Linked DNA regions of Sus scrofa: region 1 is linked to region 2. Evidence: chromatin contacts called from public targeted proximity ligation data. All regions are on one chromosome and are shown on one strand. The core of a region is the stretch at or near the end of the contact, and the rest is flanking DNA. Distances in the headings are between cores, read along the strand shown. Region 1 overlaps MICAL3 (F-actin-methionine sulfoxide oxidase MICAL3). Region 2 overlaps MICAL3 (F-actin-methionine sulfoxide oxidase MICAL3).

Region 1 (6,152 bases), core at 100-2,599, 91 kb after region 2:
ATTTACAGATGGTGGGACCTCAGGTGATTCTTACTCTCTTGTACTTTTTGGTCTTGTTTGAATTATTTTTACTCTGGGTATGAATCATTGTAACTAAAACAGGAGCAGACACTAAACAATCAGATCAGGTTTTGTAAAACACCAGGAGAACGTTTTTGGAGGCACGGAAAATGGAAAATCATAATGACAGAGGCCTGTGCAGGGAAGTCAGAGGGGAATGGAGTCCTCCGAGACAGCCCTAGAGAGAGAAGAAGCGACGCTTTCATCTATTTCCCCACTGGGCTGTGACTGCATGGTGGCTTCCACCATCGCCAGGGTACACTGAGGTTCCAGGTTTGCTGTGGTGACACATGGTTCCTACGTTTCCACCTCTCTTCTCTTGGGTCCCTCGGACGGGCTGTCAGAGAGGGGAACATGGACTTACCCCTCATTTCTGCTCCCCAGGTCACTGCCTTTTGCCATGAGGGCTTCAGGGAAGGGTGTGGTGTGCTTACCTGTCATCTCCTCCCACTGTCCCACTACAGTTCTGGACCAGATGCACAAAGAACAAACTTTTGGAGTTCCCATTGTGGCTCAGTGGATTAAGAACCTGACGAGTATCCATGAGGCTGCAGGTTCAATCCCTGGCCTCACTCAGTGGGTTAAGGATCCGGCATTGCCGTGAGCTGTGGTGTAGGTCTCAAACGCAGCTCGGATCTCATGTCACTGCGGCTGTGACACAGGCCAGTATCTACAGCTCCACTTTGACTCCTAGCCTTGGACCTTCCATATGCCTTGGGTGCAGCCCTAAAAAGACGAAAAAAAAAAAAAAAAAAAAAAGAACAAACTCACTTCCCAGTGGGATGCAGAATAGGAGGGTGATGATGGCAGACCTCACCTTCCTCCATCCCTTTCTCCCAGAGAATGCCTGCAGGAGGGTCTGCACCAGCTCCCAGGCAGCCTGTCCCCAGTGAGGACAGGAGACTGGGACCGGGGTGGGGGGCAGACTCTCTCCTGTGGCCACAGACACCTACACTGTCCCCAGGAAGACTTCATGCCCAAGCCCACGATAACACGACCCAGAAAGAGGGCTGGCACGCCGGGCCCTGTAGGTGATGGAACCTCACAACACAGCCCAGAACGTGGCTTCGGGAGCTTTGTAATCCTTCCTGTGCAGAATGATCTGCAGGGAAAGAAGCCTTTACAAAAACAGCAGATTGGATCTGGGACAAGCAGTCCTTAACAAGTTTCGCAATGAATTGAATTGTCATGGGTTGAAATACAGGCTCAGACACCTGCTTTCTTCACTTGACCAGCTTTTTAGTGGTCTGTCTGGTGTCATTCTTACTCTGGCCCAGAAGCAGGTGCTGGGTGGGGTCAGGTTATCTATGGAGATTGGTACTGGGCTCAGGGCGGGGATACAAGGTGCACTTGAGTCACAGCCTGAGAAAAATAATTAAAACAAATGCAAAGGTGAACTGCAATTACTCTGGTTTACTTTATAGTTATGACTTTATTTCTTTTAGGCCCTGGATCCATGGGACAGTGCTGGGCAAATGTTTGTTTTACTTACTACAGTCAGCTGAGTAAGAAATCCAATTTTAGGACTGACCGAGGCTGCCAGGACTGGTAGGGATGACAGCCACCCTTTCACTTCTTTGAAGTCCTTACCATCCCTCTCCTTTCCACCACTCTCACCTGAGATGTGAAGTGAAGATTTCCGAAAATCTTCCCTACATTTCTCCTCCCCTCCCACTACCCAAATACCTTGATCTGGGCTTACTGACCCAAAATTCCATTTCAGTAAATAACTTGGGACATAAAGATTGTCAGTGGTTTCTGGCCTTTTAAATATAAATGTCCACTTTTAATTTCCCCTCCCTCAATCCTGCTTTGCGATGTTTCTCTAGTAAATAAAATCATTAATCAATAACAATCGTGGCACTGTGTTGAGAGTCCCTCCATCAGTTCCCCAAAGGGCCCGTGAGGGAAAACCACAGGTTTTGGGAACCAGAGCTGCTCTCGAGGGAGCAAGGCCCGTGCTCTTTCCAGCCAGGATCTGTGCACAAACAGTAATCTCAGATGCTGTGACTTACCCCAAAGCGTGATGAATGGTGGGATGTCTGGGCTGCTGATGAAACATCTGAAGCCAAGGTGAGGTCCTCTCTGGGATGGCACTGGCGGGCAGGGGGTGCAGCGTCCTCCAGCTGAGTGATATCACTTTCCCTCCCTGGCCTCAGTTTCTTTGACTGTAGTAGAGGCTCCTTCCAACTCCAAAATCCTAGCACTCAGAGGGACTGAGTATATCCGATTATTTCCTAGGAGACAAGAAAGACAGCATTAGAGGGAACCTTGCAAATTATTCACAGGCAAGAAGGCAGGTTGGGCTATCACATCTGCAAACACCTCTGTGTCTCTGCCAATTGGGGCTGCCTTAGGGCCTGTATCTCCTGGGTTCCAACCTCTCACACAGCAAGGGAAGCTGAAGGTCAGGATAATGGTCCAGAACAGCTCTGGGAGCTGGGGTCCCTTAGGGCATTGTATGCCTACTGCTCTGCACCAGCTAGACTCACAGGTGTCCAAGATGGGGGCTCTGTTCCCGGTTCCCAGGAAGGGCACTGCTGAGTAGGGAATAGAACAAATAGCTATTGTGAAGGACGCACAAGAGAGGCATAAAGGGCAAAACACAGTAGCGAGTTTGAAGGGAGGAGTAATGAGCTTTATTTGGATGCAGCCAGGAAGGACCTGGCTGGGACCAGCCTCTTTCCACCTTCTACGACAGGGCAGGACTGGCTGGTCTGCAGCGAGCTTCTGTTACTTGCTTCATGTCACGGCAGCATGAAGATCTGCTCAGGTGAACCCTGACTCCTGGGTGGGTGAGAATATGTGGAAATTGGATGGCAGGTCTGCATGGGGCTTCCAGCCATCCTTGAAGAATGCCCCTGGCGTGGGCCCTGGTGACAAATCTCCAGTAACTATTCCAGCTTTGCCGCTGAAACCATGAGTTTGGAGCTCAGACGGCTTCTGAACTTTAGTTTCCCATCTGGCAAGAGGAGTAAAAATAATACACCTCTGTTGCCTTGCTCACAGGTTGGCCGTCAAGCACCCAAGGGTAAGTGAGAGCGTGTGTACAGCCAGAATGACCCACTAAGAAAGACTCCAGCCAAACTGCCTCACTGAGGTCCCAGCCTCGCTCTGCCTGCCTGTGTGACCGCCCTGCTGTCCAGCGTCTTCATCTACAACATGGGGTGACAGCAGGATTCCTGTCCCAGGGCTGTTGGTGATTAAGATGAGTTCGATGTAAGGCACTTGGAATAGCACGTGGGGCACGGTAAATTCAGGACCACACAGATTGCACCATCGTTACTATAAAGTGACAGAGGACAACTATGATTTTGATGATGGTTACTTCTGAGACACAGAAGCAAAGTAAGAGTCCTGCTGTGTCTATATGGAGAGGAGGAAACAGAAAGCATTGAGTTCTGCCCTGAACTCCAAGTTCAGGCTTTAAAAAAGAGCCATAAAAATGCCATCTAACTGACGCAGACCTGGAGTGAGGAAGGCACACCCCTTGACCGTCATGGGAAAACATCATCTCCACCCTGCCAATACTTATCTCTTTGGCTTGCTTCTGGCCAAAGTTCCCCACCAGGCATGATCCTACTGTACCCAGAGCTTGACCACTGATTCCCTGTACCACAGGGCTCTGGCTGGATGAGACGTGTCGAGAGGGGCAGCTCTGGATGTTGTCTGTCAAAGTGAAATGTAGAGCCAGCTTGGAAAGGGCAGACAGGCTGGGCTGACTCTACAAGTGGGCGTCTGACCTTTGCAAAGAAGAGTCAAGAGTCAAGACTCTGGGTCAAAGAGGAAGATTACAGAACTTCGAGGTGGAATTAGACTTTCTTCTCCTTACTCACCCCAGCATATCATCACCCTCATTCCTCTGAACTATTGCAGTGATATAAAGCACTCTAGTGGCTGTCACATGATCTCTTTTGAGCCTCACAATACCCCATGTGGCAGGTGTTGGTATTCATGTCTTCAGATGAGAAAACAGACTCAGAGGACTAAGCCGACCTTCCAGAGGTCCCTAAGATTCCAAGCGGCATAGCCTATCTCCCATTCCAGAGCTCCTTCTGCTACAGAAACACCAACTTACCACATGTTCAAAGTAGGTGAGCAAATCCACAACCTCAGGACCCTGCTCAGGCAAGACACACTGTACCTGGCAAACAGAAAGAACAGCAAGTCCCACAGCTTGGGCTAGGGAATGGCTATTGCGTGGGTTTCGTGTCTCATTTACTCCACTAATTTTCCCAAAATGAAAGGATTCCAACAATACAAATCTTGACACAGGTCAGGGCTTTCAGATTGGAAAGAACTGCCTTGTTCCCACTTCTCTCTCTCTCTTTTTTTTTTTGTGGCTGCACCAGAGGCATATGAAAGTTCCCAAGCCAGGGATCGAATTCGAGCCAGAGCTGCAACCTGCACCACAGCTGTGACCTGCACCACAGCTGCAGCAATGCCAGATCCTTAACTCACGGCCCCGGGGCTGGCGATGGAACCCCAATCTCTGCAGCAGGAACTCCACCACCACTTATTTTATACCAGAGGGAGGGAAGGCTGTTTCATAGCTTGAGTCATGAGCCCTGAGACATTAAGACACTTGGTCACTGTCCCTCAGGTGGAATAAATTAGGACTGCTGTGTCTTAGCTTGAGATGGTCTGGCTTCATTAGATGGTCTGGCTCCATTATGTCAGCACTGTTACTCGGGAATCAGCTGGTGGGCATAAGAGTGCTAAGGGGTAGTGGTGACAGAGAGACCACTGCGTAGGCCCAGGTAGTCAGAGATTGGGCGAAACACAGAAATAGAAAAATCCTATTTTCATATTTTTTTTTTTTTTTTTTTTTTTTTGCAAACTCCCACTTCTTTAAATATCTTGACCTCATTCTAGGGATCACAGCACTGCACGTACTGGCAGGCTTGCTTCTTTTAAGGCTGTGCTGCCATCTCCTGGAAAATCCTGGGCAGAGCAAGAACCTTCTCTAGGATTAAGGAAGGGGCCTTTTTCTGGCAGCAAAAGCTTGGAAGTGGTGCTCCTGGAGGCAGAGGCCTGGTCCTGCCAGTCTCAACTGGCCCAGGCCTGGTCAGGTCTGTATTCTGACGCTACTACTGCTTTTCTGATTTTTCAGGGGAGACTTATAAGCCAATTCTGAGAAACAGTTTTTTGTTTGTTTACAGTCCAGTAATTATGCTATTACTAATGATCTTCATTATTGGCTGTCAAATCTGAGGCAGAACAGATAAAACATTTTGATAAATTCAGCCTTGAACTAATTCACTTTCCAGAGTGGAGTTTGCTCTGTGGGAAGAATATTGCCTGGAGAGAAAGGGGGACTTAGGGTGGACATCAAGTATGTGTTGGTCCCAAGGGCAGTGATTTCACCAATGGAGGCTAGTTCTGAGCATGAAAAGCACATTTTCTCTCTGCTCTACTTCAACCCTGGATTTACTGCTAGAAAACAAAGTTAAACGTAGTCACTGTTGTCACATCCAAGTTCTCTTTAAGCATTTATCACCATCTGACATACCACTGTATTTATTTTTAATTTTGCTCCCCTCTTTCACTATGATGGAAGCTCCACAAAGGAGGACATTTTTGTCTCCTTCGTTCATGTGGGATCCTCAGTGTTTAGAACAAGGCTGGCACTTAGTAGGTGTTAAATATCCACGGAAAAAGTGAAGTCCTGGCTTTATCACCTTATGCCATTATGGGGTCCACACTTCTCATCCCCAGAGTCTGATGGATTTTGTGCTTCTGCCTCAGCTTTCCAGGAGGACTTTTTGCAGAGGGTGGAAGGCCCTGGCTGGTGACCATGGAAGGGGATGCTGAGGCAGGCAGGTGCTGACCCTGTGCCTGGCCTGTCCGATTTAATCACAAGGGCAACGTTTTGGAGAGAGTGCAAATGGTAGGGAACTGGGAGGAACTGAAGCTCAGGGCTTAGCACAAACCTAGGAGGCTCTTCAAAGCCTGAGTGAAGCACAGAATATAATAATAAATGTAACTTCTGTATCTGTGTAAAATTACTTAATAATTACTATTAAAGCCAGGACGTATTGAATACTTACTCTGACTCAGTCCTTTACTGTAAACTGCATTACACACTGTAC
Region 2 (6,292 bases), core at 3,209-5,708:
TTAGACCCCTAGCCTGGGAGCCTCCATGTGCCGCATGTGTGGCACTAGAAAAAAAGACCAAAAAAAAAAAAAAAAAAGTAGAACATATATATTCAAGATGTTGTTAATTCAAGCTATGACGTTTTATGAATCTACTTAGCGCACTCGCAAGACTGGCCAATGGGCAGTATACACACACACACACACACACTCTCTCTTTCTCTCTCATATTGCCCAGAGCATAGGGATCACTGACATGGAACCTTACTGACAATCGGCATTCAGAGGGAGTCGCTGTTGTGGCTCAGCAGATTAAGAATCTGACTAATACCCATGAGGGTGCGGGTTCCATCCCTGGCCTCGTTCAGTGAGTTAAGGGATTCAGTGTTGCCGTGAGCTGTGGCGTGTAGATCGCAGATGTGGCTCAGATCTGGCGTTGCTGTGGCTGTGGTGTAAGCTGGCCAGCCTGGGAACTTAGACAGGCCACGGGTGCAGCCCTAAAAAGAAAAGAGGTACAAAGTACACTTAAATTAGCATGGAATGACAAATAAGAAAACACCTAAGGATTCAAACTACGAACTTACTATTTTGGATAAATTTTTAAATTATTTTATTAATCAAAAATCAAAGGTCTCATGAATAAATGAACTGTTGCAAAAATGACTAGTTTTGAAAAGCTTTATACACAAAATCTTCCCCACTACAAAAAAAATAAAAAGAGTAAAATTCAATCATCTTTTTAAGAACACATCTGTCATTTCTCTGGAACACTTTTAACAACAGTCCATGAAAAAAAATTCCCATCGTGGCTCAGCGGTTAACGAACCCAACTAGCATCCATGAAGACTTGGGTTCGATCCCTGGCCTCACTGAGTGGGTTAAGGATCCAGCGTTGCCATGAGCTGTGGTATAGGCTGGCAGCTGAAGCTCTAATCAGACCCCTAGACTGGAACTTAGGCTGCGAGTGTAGCCCTAAAAGACACACACACACACACACACACACACACACACACACACACACACACACACAAAACAGTCCATGGAACACAGTTTAGGAAGCACTGCCTCAAGGTGGGGTGGATGCTGAAATAGAGGACAAGATAAATAGGAACAAGGAAGATACAATAACTAAAAACATTTATTCTACATTTTTGTGAATCCTGACAAATTATATGGCTTGGACAGTTGGACTTGGTACCTCTTCCCACCATGTCCAATTTAAGGACTATGAAAACAACTATATGTGTCAGGAATATTACAGGTATCAGGCAATAAGACTCCTTGGGAGAGAGGAAGGGACATAGGAGAAGGCAGTGGTGGAAAATTATCAAATTATGCTTCTGCCTTTGAACTTTTTTTAAAATTTGGATTCTTAACAAAAGTATGTATTTTAGTGTAGAAATTAGAAGCTTTTTCAGAAATGAAAACTAAAGCTTAAAAACAAGTAAGGTGGAGTTCCCATTGTGGCTCGGTGGGTTAAAAACCTGACATGGTGTCCCTGAGGATGGGGGTTCAATCCCTGGACTCGCTCAGTAGGTTAAGGATCTGGTGTTGCCACAAGCTGAAGCATAGGTCACAGATGCAGCTCAGATCTGGCACTGCCATGGCTGTGATACAGGCCTCAGTTACAGCCCTGATTTGACTCCTAGCCTGGGAACTTCCATATGCTGCAAGTGCAGCCCCCAAAAAATAAATAAATAAAAATTTTAAAAATAAGACAACATGCCACTGTAATGAATGGTCACAGTTCTGATGGCAAAGGCTTCTTTATCTGTCTCTCAAAGGGAGCTTGGACCAGTGTGGCCTGGGGTAGAGAATGGAGACCCTCAGGGTGGGCTCTGCCGGTTAACTGCTTCTTGGACAAAGAACTTGGCGCAACTCTGTCCAACAAGAAGCAGGAGAACCTGACCCCTTCTCCTGGAAGGCAGCCAGAGATGCCCAAGGCTGGAGGTGGGGCAGGGACACCAAAGGCCCCAAGACTCTCCTACGCAGCCTCCTGGCTGCCAAGCAGCAGTGGAAGGCAGACCCAGTGCAGAGAAGAGGACCAAAGGAAAGTCTGATTAATAATTATACGAGTTTACACAGCACCTCTTTCTTTCCTGATGAGTTCGAGGTGTTTTGGAGACATTACTTCACCAGGTCCTTCAGGATCTTTATTTAAACATTTTCACAGCAAGTCACAGTCTCCAGCCCACTTTAAAAGAGTAGGGAAAGCACACATACCCACACCAATTTGCTCATGGGACTCAGTAGAGAGCAGAGGCTCAAAGCCCACCTTCTCCTCCCTGTTCTGGTCAGTAGCACAGGCTACTTCTCCAAAATGACTGAAAGTTTAGGAAAAACTGAGTATCCCAAAGGCACCCAAATAAGTGTCCAGGGTTACACAGAAGAAAATAATAGTCCTGCCTCACCCATAACACAGAACAAGAGTCCAAGTTGCCTTAAATCATTCCTAAAATGAGCCATAACAAGAAAAGAGGAGGGAAGGACATGGGAGGAAGGAGGAAAGGAAAGCTCGAGCATTTTGCCTCAATCAAAGCAGTTTCCATTTTTATGTCAAGAGAGGGGCATCACATGGATTCATAAGGCCTGGCTACTGCAAGCCAACTGGAGCAATATAATCTGTGGATAAATTACTAGTCACTTTATATTTCTACATACGATACATTCTACACCTCCATCTCTCTAAGACTACCGAGTCACTTAGCATTTACTGTGAGTCCCCCAAGTACCAGGCATCATGTTGGGCCTGAGCACAGAAGTGAACAAATGTCTGGCACACCCCAGAGGTGGGCATAACCATCAGGATAAAAAAGCCAATATGCAAACAAGTTTATATTTGCATGCTGTGGGGGGAAAGGACAGCAGAAGGTAAGAGGAAATAGCAGAAAGGAACCTCCGCTCCCGGGTCAGGAAGGGCTGAGTGGTGAAGTGCTGTCCTCCTCAGAGGATGAGCTGTGAAGGTGGGAGCTTTCTCAGGGCCAGAGGACATACACACGCACAGGCTGTGTGGAGAATCGATGGGCCTTCCAGGAACTCTGGGTTTAGAGTCCACTGAGAGAGAAAGAAGAGGACACAGGGCAAGACAGCAGGCACGGAGAGCCAGGCTCACCACCTTAAGGTAGGAATTTAAGGGTTTTGTTTCTTCCTGTGTCCCTCACAACTCTTGGCCCAATGCCTTCCTCATGACAGACACTAAGAGAATATATGCTTAGAATTTCTGCTGTTGTGCAAGAGGATCGGTGACATTTTGGGAACACTGGGATGTAGGTTAGATCCCCAGTCCGGCACAGCAGGTTAAAGGATCCGGCATTGCCACAGCTGAGGCTTAAGCTGAGACTGCAGCTCGGATCTGATCCCTGGCCTGGGAGCGCCATATGTCGAAGGGCGGCCAAAAAGGGGGAAAAAAAAGAACACATGCTTATTAATTCAAACATAAGCCAGTGACCATTTAACAAGGAAAACAATGAGGAGTTCCTGTCATGGCTCAGCGGAAAACAAATCCAACTAGTATCCATGAGGATGAGAGTTCACTCCCTGGCCTCTCTTAGTAGGTTAAAAAATCCAGTGTTGCCGTAAGCTGTGGCGTATGTAGGTCGCAGACGCAGCTAGGATCTTATGTTGCTGTGGTGTAGGCTGGATGCTGTAGCTCTGATTCGATCCCTAGCCTGGGAACTTCCATACACCACAGATATGGCCCTAAAAAGCAAAAAACAAAAACAAAAATGAATACAAAACCCAAGCAAAATGATGACTTAAAATCATGACCCTCAAGAATGTTATATGGAAAAAAAAAAAAAAAAGACCGCTACCTCTACCTCGAATGACAAATATTCTTGAGACAAGAAAAATACCCTGATACAGTATCTAATTAAATTCCGAATGAAATGTTTAGGTCAAATGTTATTCACTGGAAGTGGGATAATTTTAGGCTACAGTAGTGACAACAGTTTCCCAGAGAAGGTGGGACTCCCATTGGAAAGTAAAGTCTGGGTAGAAGTAGCTAAGCCAGCTGGGGGGACACTCAGGGCACACAGGACCAGGTAAATACAAATGGACAAGTGGAAATGAGCAAGGCCCACTTGGGAGAAACGGGCACATGGGGAAAGCTGGGCTTACCCTGGACACACAGCAATCCATCGGAGGAGTCTCTCCAGACCAGCCTGCCCAACCTCAGGGCCTTGCCGGAGATGAGAGGAAGATCCCCACAGGCCAGGGTCTGGGGCTGGTCTCCCACCTGGCACAGTCTGGGAGAGCATCCGGGAAAGGAATGTGAGTGAGACTCTGCCCAGGAGGAGACAGAGAGGCACAGAGCTCAGATCTCATTCACTCAGATAAAAAATTAAATGCCAAGAGGGAGGGTGAGAAGAGGAAAAAAATCCAAGTTGTAGAATTATGCAACTGAAATTCCATGCATAAGCCAGGAAACTCAAAGGTCACAGTTCCCACAGCAACTGTAACCTGACCCACCAGTATGTCATCTTTGGCACTGTCAGACCCACAGGCCGCCCCATGCTTGCACTCGCAGACCACACGCCACCAGTGCATGAGTCTTGAATCTGAATTCTTCTCCAGGTTAGTTACCTTGAGAGGATGAAGGGAAGAACACGCACAGGAAAGGGGTCACTACCCTCCTCTTCTCTTTCATCTGTGGCATCCCACACAAAGGCTCACCATGTGGGAAACTTGGCAGGGGTGGCAAGGGAATGTTGAGCTACAAAGGACACCATCAAAAAAGTGACAACATAACCCACAGGATGGGAATAGATTTATACACATTATACACCTGATAAGGGACTGGCCTCTAAAGAATATGTATCCGAGAGCAGCTAGGACACAGGAGGGGTCACCGAGGCCCTGCACCCATCTATATCACTGCATCAGGAGAGTAGAGGATGGGCCCCAAGACCCCCTTCCAGCCTCATCCCTCAGCCTGGAGTTGCAGTCAAGGCTGCAGGTATCTGCCATGGGTGGAAGGAAGACCAATAGGTGGTCATGAACTTTTTTTTTTTTTTTTTTGGTCTTTTTAGAGCCGCACCTGTGGCATATGAAAGTTCCCAAACTGGGGGTTGAATCGGAGCTGCAGCTGGCGGCCTACAACACATTCACAGCAACGAAAGATGGGAGCCACATCAGCAACCCACATCATAGCTCACAGCAAACGCCAGATCCTTAACCCACTGAGTGAGGGCAGAGATCAAACCCACATCCTCATGGATACTAGTCAGATTCTTAACCCGCTGAGCCACAGTGGGAACTCCCATGAAGCTTTTTCAAAGTCAAGGCCCCGAGATTCTCCTCTTCACTGTTCAATCACCACAAAAGAAAAGACTCACTCCCCCAAAAAGATATATGTCCTGGAAATCCTACATCCCTTCAGGCAATGGCTTATGTGAGTAGCTGAAATCACAGGCTCTGGGCAAAGGATGACATTCCTTGCTACTTTGGCTGCCAAGGCAACCACAGACAAGGAAAGCAATGAAGTAGCAAGCGGAGGTCCCGATCCAGCTGTCTGCCCTGAGCACGGCCCTCTGTGATGTGATAAAACTGCCCTGCATGATGTCAAGAGAAGTAAACAGACTTTATACACATAAGGGCCACACTGCAGGGCCCAACACAGGAGGCACCAGCAAGTGGGAGTCATTAGATTGTTATTTCTTTTTTTTTTTTTTTTTTTTTTTTTGTCTTTTTGCCATTTCTTGGGCTGCTCCCGCGGCATATGGAGGTTCCCAGGCTAGGGGTCGAATCGGAGCCGTAGCCACCGGCCTACGCCAGAGCCACAGCAACGCGGGATCCAAGCCGCGTCTGCAACCTACACCATGGCTCACGGCAACGCCGGATCGTTAACCCACTGAGCAAGGGCAGGGATCGAACCCTCAACCTCATGATTCCTAGTCGGATTCGTTAACCACTGCGCCACAAGAGGAACTCCAGATTGTTATTTCTTCTCACACTCCACATCTCACCAAAAATCCTGCTACCCAACCCGATGACCCACTTCACTATAAAGGCTGGGACCAAATTAATGTTTTGGTTGTTTCACAGCAACAACAGCATCGGTAATCATTGTAGCTAATATTTAATACGTGCTTACGATGTGATGAACTACACACAAGACTGCATTTAATCCTCACAAAACCCTATGATACAGATATTATCTACATTTTTGGGTGAAGAAATGGAACAGTAACATACTCAAGGTCACGTAGTTCCAAGTGGTAGAAGATGGAGCTAAACCTAGGCAATCTGACTCCAGAGCCCCCCCCCAACATAATCACATCACAACCGTCCTCAAAGTCTCTGTCCATCAAGA

What was found.
Region 1: a targeted proximity ligation map of skeletal muscle shows a contact between it and region 2. A contact is called at or near these places in 1 of 5 promoter capture datasets (liver), 4 of 47 Hi-C or Micro-C datasets (fibroblasts, liver and skeletal muscle) and 1 of 2 datasets of targeted methods (skeletal muscle).

The regions. Positions count from the first base shown.
Region 1 is chr5:70,126,667-70,132,818 of Sscrofa11.1, forward strand. It overlaps MICAL3 (F-actin-methionine sulfoxide oxidase MICAL3), which reads right to left. Exons shown (of 40, transcript XM_021092508.1): 1 at 6,111-6,152; 2 at 2,076-2,297. Among named protein-coding and RNA genes, the nearest start is that of MICAL3, 3.2 kb to the right of the region's middle.
Region 2 is chr5:70,032,198-70,038,489 of Sscrofa11.1, forward strand. The region is part of intron 2 of MICAL3 (F-actin-methionine sulfoxide oxidase MICAL3); the gene reads right to left. Among named protein-coding and RNA genes, the nearest start is that of MICAL3, 98 kb to the right of the region's middle.